Regions from separate parts of the Hordeum vulgare genome. Here region 1 is linked to region 2. Evidence: chromatin contacts called from public Hi-C data. All regions are on one chromosome and are shown on one strand. The core of a region is the stretch at or near the end of the contact, and the rest is flanking DNA. Distances in the headings are between cores, read along the strand shown. Region 1 holds the start of LOC123410965 (receptor protein kinase-like protein ZAR1). Region 2 has its middle 71 kb from the start of LOC123408482.

Evidence for each region. A called contact is a pair of places that touch in the nucleus more often than the background predicts.
Region 1: a Hi-C map of leaf shows a contact between it and region 2, with 8 times the contacts expected there. The contact joins the promoter of LOC123410965 here to the enhancer-like site in region 2. A contact is called at or near these places in 1 of 6 Hi-C or Micro-C datasets (leaf) and 1 of 1 datasets of contacts at active chromatin or transcription factors (embryo).

Annotation. Positions count from the first base shown.
Region 1 is chr7H:172,839,528-172,843,693 of MorexV3_pseudomolecules_assembly, reverse strand. It overlaps LOC123410965 (receptor protein kinase-like protein ZAR1), which reads right to left and starts at 1,658. Exons shown (of 2, transcript XM_045103883.1): 1 at 188-1,658; 2 at 1-93. The coding sequence starts at 1,520.
Region 2 is chr7H:172,650,680-172,655,143 of MorexV3_pseudomolecules_assembly, reverse strand. No RefSeq gene overlaps it. Among protein-coding and RNA genes, the nearest start is that of LOC123408482, 71 kb to the right of the region's middle. Within about 2 kb of position 2,188, at least 1 of the 3 cell types and tissues checked has open chromatin away from gene starts, as enhancers often do. A contact at or near this core is called in leaf, where this site is marked.

The sequences.
Region 1 (4,166 bases), core at 409-2,908, 190 kb before region 2:
ACTCGTGCAGGTATGCCAGCCCCCTCGCCGCGCCCTGCACGATGGACAGCCTCACCGACCACGGCAGTGGCGTTGGCGAAGCCGTCGGGCCACCTGATTCCAAGAATCTATTCAGTCCTACTATCTCTGGATCAAATGCAGCCTCTAGCCTATCAATCGATAAGACAAGATTTGGCCGGCACATTACCGTGTAGAGCGGAGTGGAGGGAGCCATTGCCGAGGTAGTCGTAGATGAGCAGCTTCTCGTCCGGGGCGTAGTAGTATGCGCGGAGTCGAGCGACGTTGGGATGGCGAGCGCGGCCGATGGCGGCGGCCTCGGTCTCGAAGGCACGGCGCCGGCGCCACCCGGACTCAGTGCCATCGCCGTCGTCGGGCTCGCTGAGACGGCGGACGGCTACGGCGGTGCCGCGGCCGGGAACGACCCTGTACACGATGCCGCCGCGGCTCTTCCCCACGACGTAGGCAGACGCGCGGAGCAGCTCCTCCAGCTCCATCCCGAAACCGTCGTCCACCGCCACGAACAGCTCCCCCTCCTCTCCGCCGCCGCGCCGCTCTTCAGTGCCGGCGAGCGTCACCGCCGCGCTCTTCTCCTTGGTCGACGACTCCTTGTCCTCGTTCCTGGTCGTTGCAGCGCACCGCCTCCGGCACTGCCATTGCAGCACTAGCCCGGCGACGATGGCCGCCACCACAATGACGGCAAGAATGGGCACCGTGGGCGACGACCGATGCTTGGGTGGCCTCCCAACCTCCGCCGCCGCACCAGGGTTCATGCCATTGTTCGACTGCGGGATCCTTGGCTCCTCCCTCTCCCCGGCGCACTCGATCTTGAGCGGAAACCCGCAGAGCCTCGGGTTGTCGTCGAAGGCGGTGGGGCCCTGGTTGACGAGCGAGCCCACCTGCGGGATCTCGCCGGCGAGGTCGTTCCCCCGGAGGTCAAGGCTGACGGCGACGGGAATGCCGCCGAACTCCGGCGGGATCCCGCCGACAAAATGGTTGTAGCTGAGGTTGAGCACGCCGGAGAGACTCGGAAGCCCCGCGATGGACGGCGGCAGCGTCCCGTTGAGCTGGTTGGAGGACAAATCGAGGCGAGACAGGGACGCGAGCCTCCCAATCCCCGCAGGAATCTGGCCGGACAGGAAGTTGTGCGCCAGGTCGAGGGTGGTGAGCTTCTGCAGCGCGGAGATGGCGACCGGGATCTGGCCGGAGAGGCGGTTGGCCGGCAGCGACAGCGTCTCGAGCTCGGAGAGCAGGGAGAGCTCGGAGGGCAGGTAGCCGGCTAGCGAGAGGTTGGCGAGCTCCACGCCGGCGACCCGGCCCCCGCCGCCGTCGACGCAGGTGACGCCGGCCCAGCTGCAGGGGTCAGCGTCGGCGTCCCTCCAGGTATCGAGACCGCTGCCAGGGTCATCGGTGACCGCGAACTTGAGCGCGAGAAGCGCCAGGCCGTCCGTGTTCAGCGCTGCCGCCGCCACGGCCACGACCGCCAGCAGCACCGCCACCGCCGCCACACGCACGGCCGCCATTTCGACGGAAGAAACAACTCGTATCTGCCTCTCGGAAGTCGGAATAGCGAGCACTAGGCTACAACAAACAGCCCTGCCATTTCTTGGGAGCACGCGGGGTTGCAGCACAGAAGGTGGGGAGAAGAGGACAGCCGAGGGACTGGGTTTAGGCCGGGGAGTGAGATTTTACTTCCGAAATGACGGAAATGGGCTCCTGGAGGATCATGTCCGTTCTGTTGTTTGGGGCCTACATGAGGGGCATTTCGGGGATGTGGATTCGAACAGCAGGGCGCTGGAGGTGGAGGGGTGAGGTGGGCTTTGGGCTTGGCTGGTGGGATTCGATCGAAGCTCTTTGCTCGGGGCGACTTTTGCTAAAGTAGTAATTAAGCGTGTTGGCATGTGGGAAATCTCAAGGATTAGTGGTTTAGAATCCCCAGGGTTAACGTTGATATTTATCATACTGGTAGTACTACTTAGTAGTATGCTCTTCTGCTGGAGTGGTCGGGGTGATTGGCTACTCCTGAGGCTGCGCGCTGGGGCCCTGCTGGATTCGAGCCTCTTCGTTTGAATTTGTGCAGGCGCCGGCACATGGTACTGGGGCTGTGTATGGGGTCCTGTTTGCATTTGATCAGTGGTTGATGGTGTCTGCTTGCAGCCCGTATAGGATTAAAAAATTAGGGATGTTTTTGATTTTCAAATCTGTGACCAAGATGGCAAAACTTGCAATCACAATCCTTGCTTCCAAGACATCAAATACTCCCTTCGTTCCTAAATATAAGACCTTATAGAGATTTCACTATAGACTACATACGAAGCAAAATGAGTGAATCTATATTTTAAAATATGTCTATATACATCCGTATGTAGTCCATAGTACAAACTTTACAAGGTCTTATATTTAGGAACGGAGGGAGTACATGTGAACACATGCACGTCTATCATTTATGTACTGCACACAAATACAAATCAAATCATTCATACTTAAGAATACATAATAAAAGCATAGTGCAAATATAAGTATTGTTTTAAAAAGCTTAACTAGGCTGTGTTTGGTAGGCTACATTAAACGAGACATGCTCACTCTAGACATGCTCAGTACATGTAATTGCAGTTGTTTGGTAGCACTGTATGTATTGACGCATGCTAAACTGAGACTGTGTTTGGTAGACTGCATTAAACGAGACATGCTATGTCGAGACTGTGTTTAGTAGCGTGTATGTGAGCTAGGTTGCATGAATATATTTTTTGGCGTCAAGACAATATTGACAAAACATATCAACATTTGAGTGAACAATTCCAACTAAAATATTATCATGACGACAAAATCAATAATTGACATAACACATATAATAACCATAATTTTTAATGGTGCACGAATAGATTCATATTACATAATAACCATAAATTGTAGCAGCGTACAAGTAGATTCATATTACATAAGACATAACAACCATAACCAAAAGGGATAGTTTCAACAATCATCAACTAACATCAACTCAAAGAAGATCAGGATTTGCTTTCAAGATACGCTTGAACGATGCTTGACGGACTTCCTCATCCATCTTCATAAAGTTAAGGCATTTTCCCTTATGTTCTGTGAGAAAATCTAAAACACCCAAGCGCTCATTTTGATCAAACATAGTAAGGTCCATCACGGCCTTGTACAAGTCAAGGTGTGTTTTAGCATGACAAGTGTTGTTGATAGCAGTTGCAATCTCACGCATAGCATCAGTCATGTTGCTACACTGGAGTGAATCCTCCTCAGTCAAACTAGATGACCTCTTTCTCTTTTTATTTGAAGTGGGTGAAGGGTTCTGAGTGGCACTAGCATTAGGAAGTGCAAAGCTAGACCCAGGAAGATCTTTCAATACCTCACCAGTTGTCCCTTGCCCCTCTGTGACATTGGGTTTATCTTTGTCTTCCACAACAATAGGTGTTCCCAGTGGCACACTGATTCCCATTGAATAAATCCGGGTGGCATGCTTATTAGCAAAGGATAGTTTCATATAATTGTAATACTCAAGTGGGGAATTGATCAGTTCGACATCAGTTGGATGATCCTGCAACACCATTTCAACAAAAGTACTTAGCTATAAAACATCGACATTTTTAGGTGTAAAACATCAGCATTTTTAGCTGTAAAACATCATGGTTTTTAGCTGTAAAACAACATCATTTTCAGCCTTAAAACAACATCATTTACAACTATACAACAACATCATTTTCAGCTGTAAAACATCAGCATTTTCAGCCTTTAAACAACATCATTTACAGGTATAAAACATCAGCATTTTCAGCTATAAAACCATGGATTGGCTTATAACCATGGAATGGCTTATTGTAGACAAACTTTCAACAGTTTTTATACGCGGCAAAAGCCCTTTCAACCGTTGTCCTCAAAGAAGAGTGTCTTAAGTTGAACAACTCTTTAGCATTTTGAGGATGGTTTCCTCGTCCATACTCTTTCAAATGGTACCTCATGCCACGGTATGGTGGAAGAAAACCCGGCCTCACAGCATACCCGCATCAACAAGGAAGAATTTTCCTATGAAATGGTAACTATTAGCTATGGGTAGAAATATTAATATATTTGGGTAGCATGCTCTAATTTATTACTTGTGGGAACTTTCAACCCATCTTCCCTCTCCAATGCATTTGCAAGTATAA
Region 2 (4,464 bases), core at 939-3,438:
TGTGTTTGTTGGGATTCGATGAATTTTGGGTTTATGATCAGATTATTCATTGAAAGTAATTGAGTCTCCTCTGAATTCTATTATGCATGATTATTGTAGTTTCGTATTTCTCTCCGATCTATCCATTTTGGCTTGGCCAGCTACACTGATTTATCTTCAATGGGAGTGGTGTGTTGTAGTGGGTTCAATCTTGCGGTGCTCTATATCTCAGTGACAGAAGGGGATAAGACAAATATTTGAATTGTTGCGACTAAGGATAAAACGACGGGGTGTGAACATATTGCTTGTCGTACTTTTTCTACATCATGTCATCTTGCTTCATTCATTACTCTGTTTGTCATGAACTTAATACCTAGAGAGGCAAGCATAGAAGCGCTTTCGAAGTGGAGTAATAATAGTAGATGCAAGATCGGTCTAGTTGTTTTTGGGCGTAATTCCTATATACACATAATCATTTACGTGAATAGCATTTCACAACTATGCTCTATTCTATCAATTGTCAAACAGTAATTTGTATACCCACCGTGTGCTAGGTTCGAGAGAGAAGCCTCTACTGAAAACTATGCCCGTCGGGTTTACTTAATCCTACTATTAAAAAATCAATTTACCTTACTGCAGTTTATTTACTTTTATAATTTTATATCATATCTATATATTAGAATTAATCCTTGCAAGTAACGAGTTCAAGGGGGCATGACAACCCTCTTACGTGCGTTGGATGCAAGTGTTTGGTTTTTGTGTGTACGTGCTGATGACACGAGTTTGCATGATTCTCCTATTGATTCAATAACCTCGGTACTCACTTAGGAAAATACTTGTCCCTACTAGGCTGCATCACTCCTCCTCTTTTGGAAAAACCCAACGCCAGTTTACAAGTAGCACATGTCAACGAATCATTCTTTTATGATATCTAGAAAAAGCATTTTCCATGTTGCATACAACAGATTTGGCATCGCCGTACAAGAAACAATATAGTCCCTCCTCCTATCCCCTTGTAAAAAATCATTTTATGTCCATAACATTAGCCACAGAAAAAACCTTAAATAATTTGTTATAATACTAATTTCTAAATTTCAAATTTTGACCAATACAAAAACATGTCTAAAATCGCCATGAACTATAGAACAATTTCTTGACATTTTTTCCATGAAATATAATTCATCTATAGGAAACTTTATATGCCATGGCCCATTATGCATACAACATGTGAACCTGATGGAAAAAATGTTGGTTACATTTCTCTGCCATGGCAAATAAACATGACATTTTTGCCATGGCAAACTTTAAAAATTGGTTGTATGAACAATTTTTAAACTTGCCATGGAAACAAGTACAACAAATTGTCATGCTATGTACTGTAGAAAGCAATGGCCATGCCACATACAAATAATTTTCCACCCCTTACAGAAAAAGTGTGTCTTGCATCTCATTTCCTACCACTTGTTCTTCGATACTGAATTCAACACAACGACTAATCGATGGCCGAATATCGCAAGCACCCCATTGAAAGTAAAAGAACGAGGATGTGGAGGTCGCGGCCATGGCTACCACCGTTGAGCTCTTGAAACCCCGACCATGGTGCCTGGCCATGGATTCAATAGTTACGACGCCTCTCAAATCGATCCGAAAGGGAAGGAAGGAGGGTAAGACGCAACCCACGTTGGGGAGACATCGGTGAGCTCGAAGGAGACCCAGGAAGCAGGCCGACGGTGGGGAGCACGATGGAAGCATCGGTGGCGAGCCCAACCTCGGTCGTGCTACACCATGATTTTGTCACTGGATCTCCTCTCCATAACGGCTTGCCTCGGCTCCGCCGCCATCATCCATGGGCTCGACTGCACATGAGAAGATGCGAGGCCGGGGCGCAGTGCCCCTCCACGCGCTCTAGCCTCCCCCTCACCGTCGCCGCGCGCGTTGCTCTATTTCTGCCACCACTGATCTCGTCCCTGGATCCGACGACCTACTGCATCTTGAGCCTTCGGTCACGCGCGAGCCTCTTCATTACTTTCACTGCTCGTGTTGCGCCACCTCCTCCGATGCTGACCTCGTCCCTAGATCTAGTGGCCTCCTGCCTCTTGGTCGGGATTCGGCCTCCTCCTCCTTCGTCGCGGGGATCCAACGACATCATGGTTCATCGTCAGCCGCTGTGTGGTGATAGAGTAGAGAGGATAGGGAGAGGGACATGGAGAGCAGTGGGTGAGAGGAGAGGGATGGGGACATGAAGAGCGATGGGTAAGGAATGTTTGTTCGACGGCTCATGATCCCAAACGCATGGGAAATTTGATGTGGCAATGTTCATCGCCTTTAGAGCATCTACAACCGAACTTGTCAAATTTGCCCCCTATAAGCCCATGTGCGTGTCCAGACGCGTCCGCGGACAAAGCTCATCAGCCCTTCATGTGTTGCATCGCGCATCCACATACTTCAAATGTCGATCCTCAAATTCATGCAATCCATACACGTCGATCATCTGATACAAATTATCTGAATTCAACTATTCAAAACAAAGCAAATCAAACCACAGTTTAAGAAAACCGCACATGCTAAAATGAAATCAATGTCCGAGCGTGACAGATGGCTTGCTTGTCGGATCACTGTCCGGACACGACCATCCATGTCGCCTGCTCGTCCTGCTCCGCCTATATCTGGGTTGGCTGCTCCGCCTACATCCTCGCCACATGATCTGGTGTCGTTGCCGCCCTTTCCGCCTCGTGCATCGTACGATCATTGATCTCCTTCTTCTTATCCGCAAGCCACTTCTTTGCATGCTCATCCAAGAGCGTTTCGTTTGCCAACATGATCTTCACACCCTTTGCGTCCCATGCGAATTGCAACCTCTCCATCTCAAGCGCAATCTCTCCAAATGTCTTCGCCTTCTCGAGTTCCCATTTGATCGTGTATTTTGCTTCTCTAACTCGATCTTCTCCTCCTCAATTTCCATCCTCTTCTATGCCCTTGTACGGTCCCACTCCATCCTCTCCTTTTATGCATCCAACATGAGCTTGTACCTCTCCTCTTTTTTCCCTTACCGAAAAAATGACCATCCATGTGCACAACATTTTTGTAGCCGCGGCGTCATGGGAGACCCTTGCCTTCTCCCACTTGTTTCCCATGAGTTGTCAGTTATCCTTTGGCACGGTGGCTCTTCCATTTGTGATGATAACATCGACATGTTCATCGTCTAACCCAATGGATTAATGGGAGCTTGAGCCATCATTCCGCTGCCGTAGGAGGAAGGGACACCGATGGATGAGGGGGACTGTGTCCCCATCGTGGCGGTTGGGATGGGCTAGACGGCATCTAAGGCGGCGGATCGGGAACGGTGATGAGGATAGGGAGCAAGGGTGCCACACGACGAGGGCTCGACCGTGAGAAGAGGTTCAAGGGCGACGGGAGGAGGAAGAGTTTGGTGAATTTTATGCAATTTACGGTCGGGTCTGACATGATGGGTGCGTCTGGATGCCCCATATCCATCCATATTTAGGTTGGATATGAGGGGTGTCCGTCAGACCGGACATTTAAGGCCTACTTAAGAAACGGAAAAAGTCTATTTTAAACCCTTGATTTGTAGATGTTAAGCAAAATGAACCAGCACCTCAAAATATGTGTCAATTGGACCCTGAACTCTAGTCTAAAAAGAATCTTGGGCTTGTTTGGAAAGGCGAGATTGTCGACATAGCTGGGATTGTTTGCACGCTCTCGGAAAAAACTGGGCCAACCTAGACTCGCTCGGCTTGCTGTTCACTCCGTGGAGTCGCAAGGCCGAGCAACATATAGAGAACGCAAAATAAAAAATAATGCTAAGCTATTGTAATTTGCGAGTAACAAGATTTGTACTCGCTTGGGTGCGTTGACAGTTGCAGCCATCTATTAACCCTATAAAAGATCCAAAGAATCAGACCCAAACTATCTACACCGTCTATCGACAAGATCTAATGGTCCAAAGTATTTTTGTGTTTACCACAGCAAGCCATGCTAATACCCCATAACTTTTCGTCCTAATCTAACCGTCTAAGAACATGACACACTTTTTTTAAATAACTATGTGTCAATTATTCAACAATAGAATACAAATCCACACGTAGCCATGATCTAGAGACAACCAAAAGATCACTCACACAACACCTTGCACAAAGGATCCCACGAAAAATAACACTATAAATCTGAGAGACATAAATGCAAAACAATCAATTATCGCTGCCGTACGCCGTCTTGGCCGAAGCTTCAACGGACAAAGGGGAGACACCAACTTACCTAGAACCAAAGAAACGCCATAACAGACAAAGCTGCGTTGTGAGTCGATGAAACGGGTCTCTGTGTGACCCGAGACCTTGTGGCTCGTCGACCGGGGATCATCCCCACGCTATTCGGTTCACGACTCCGCTGCCCTGAAATGACATCGTCGAAGACGAGACCTGAAGACGCCACCCATCAACCACCCATCATGTGCTAAACCAACAATCT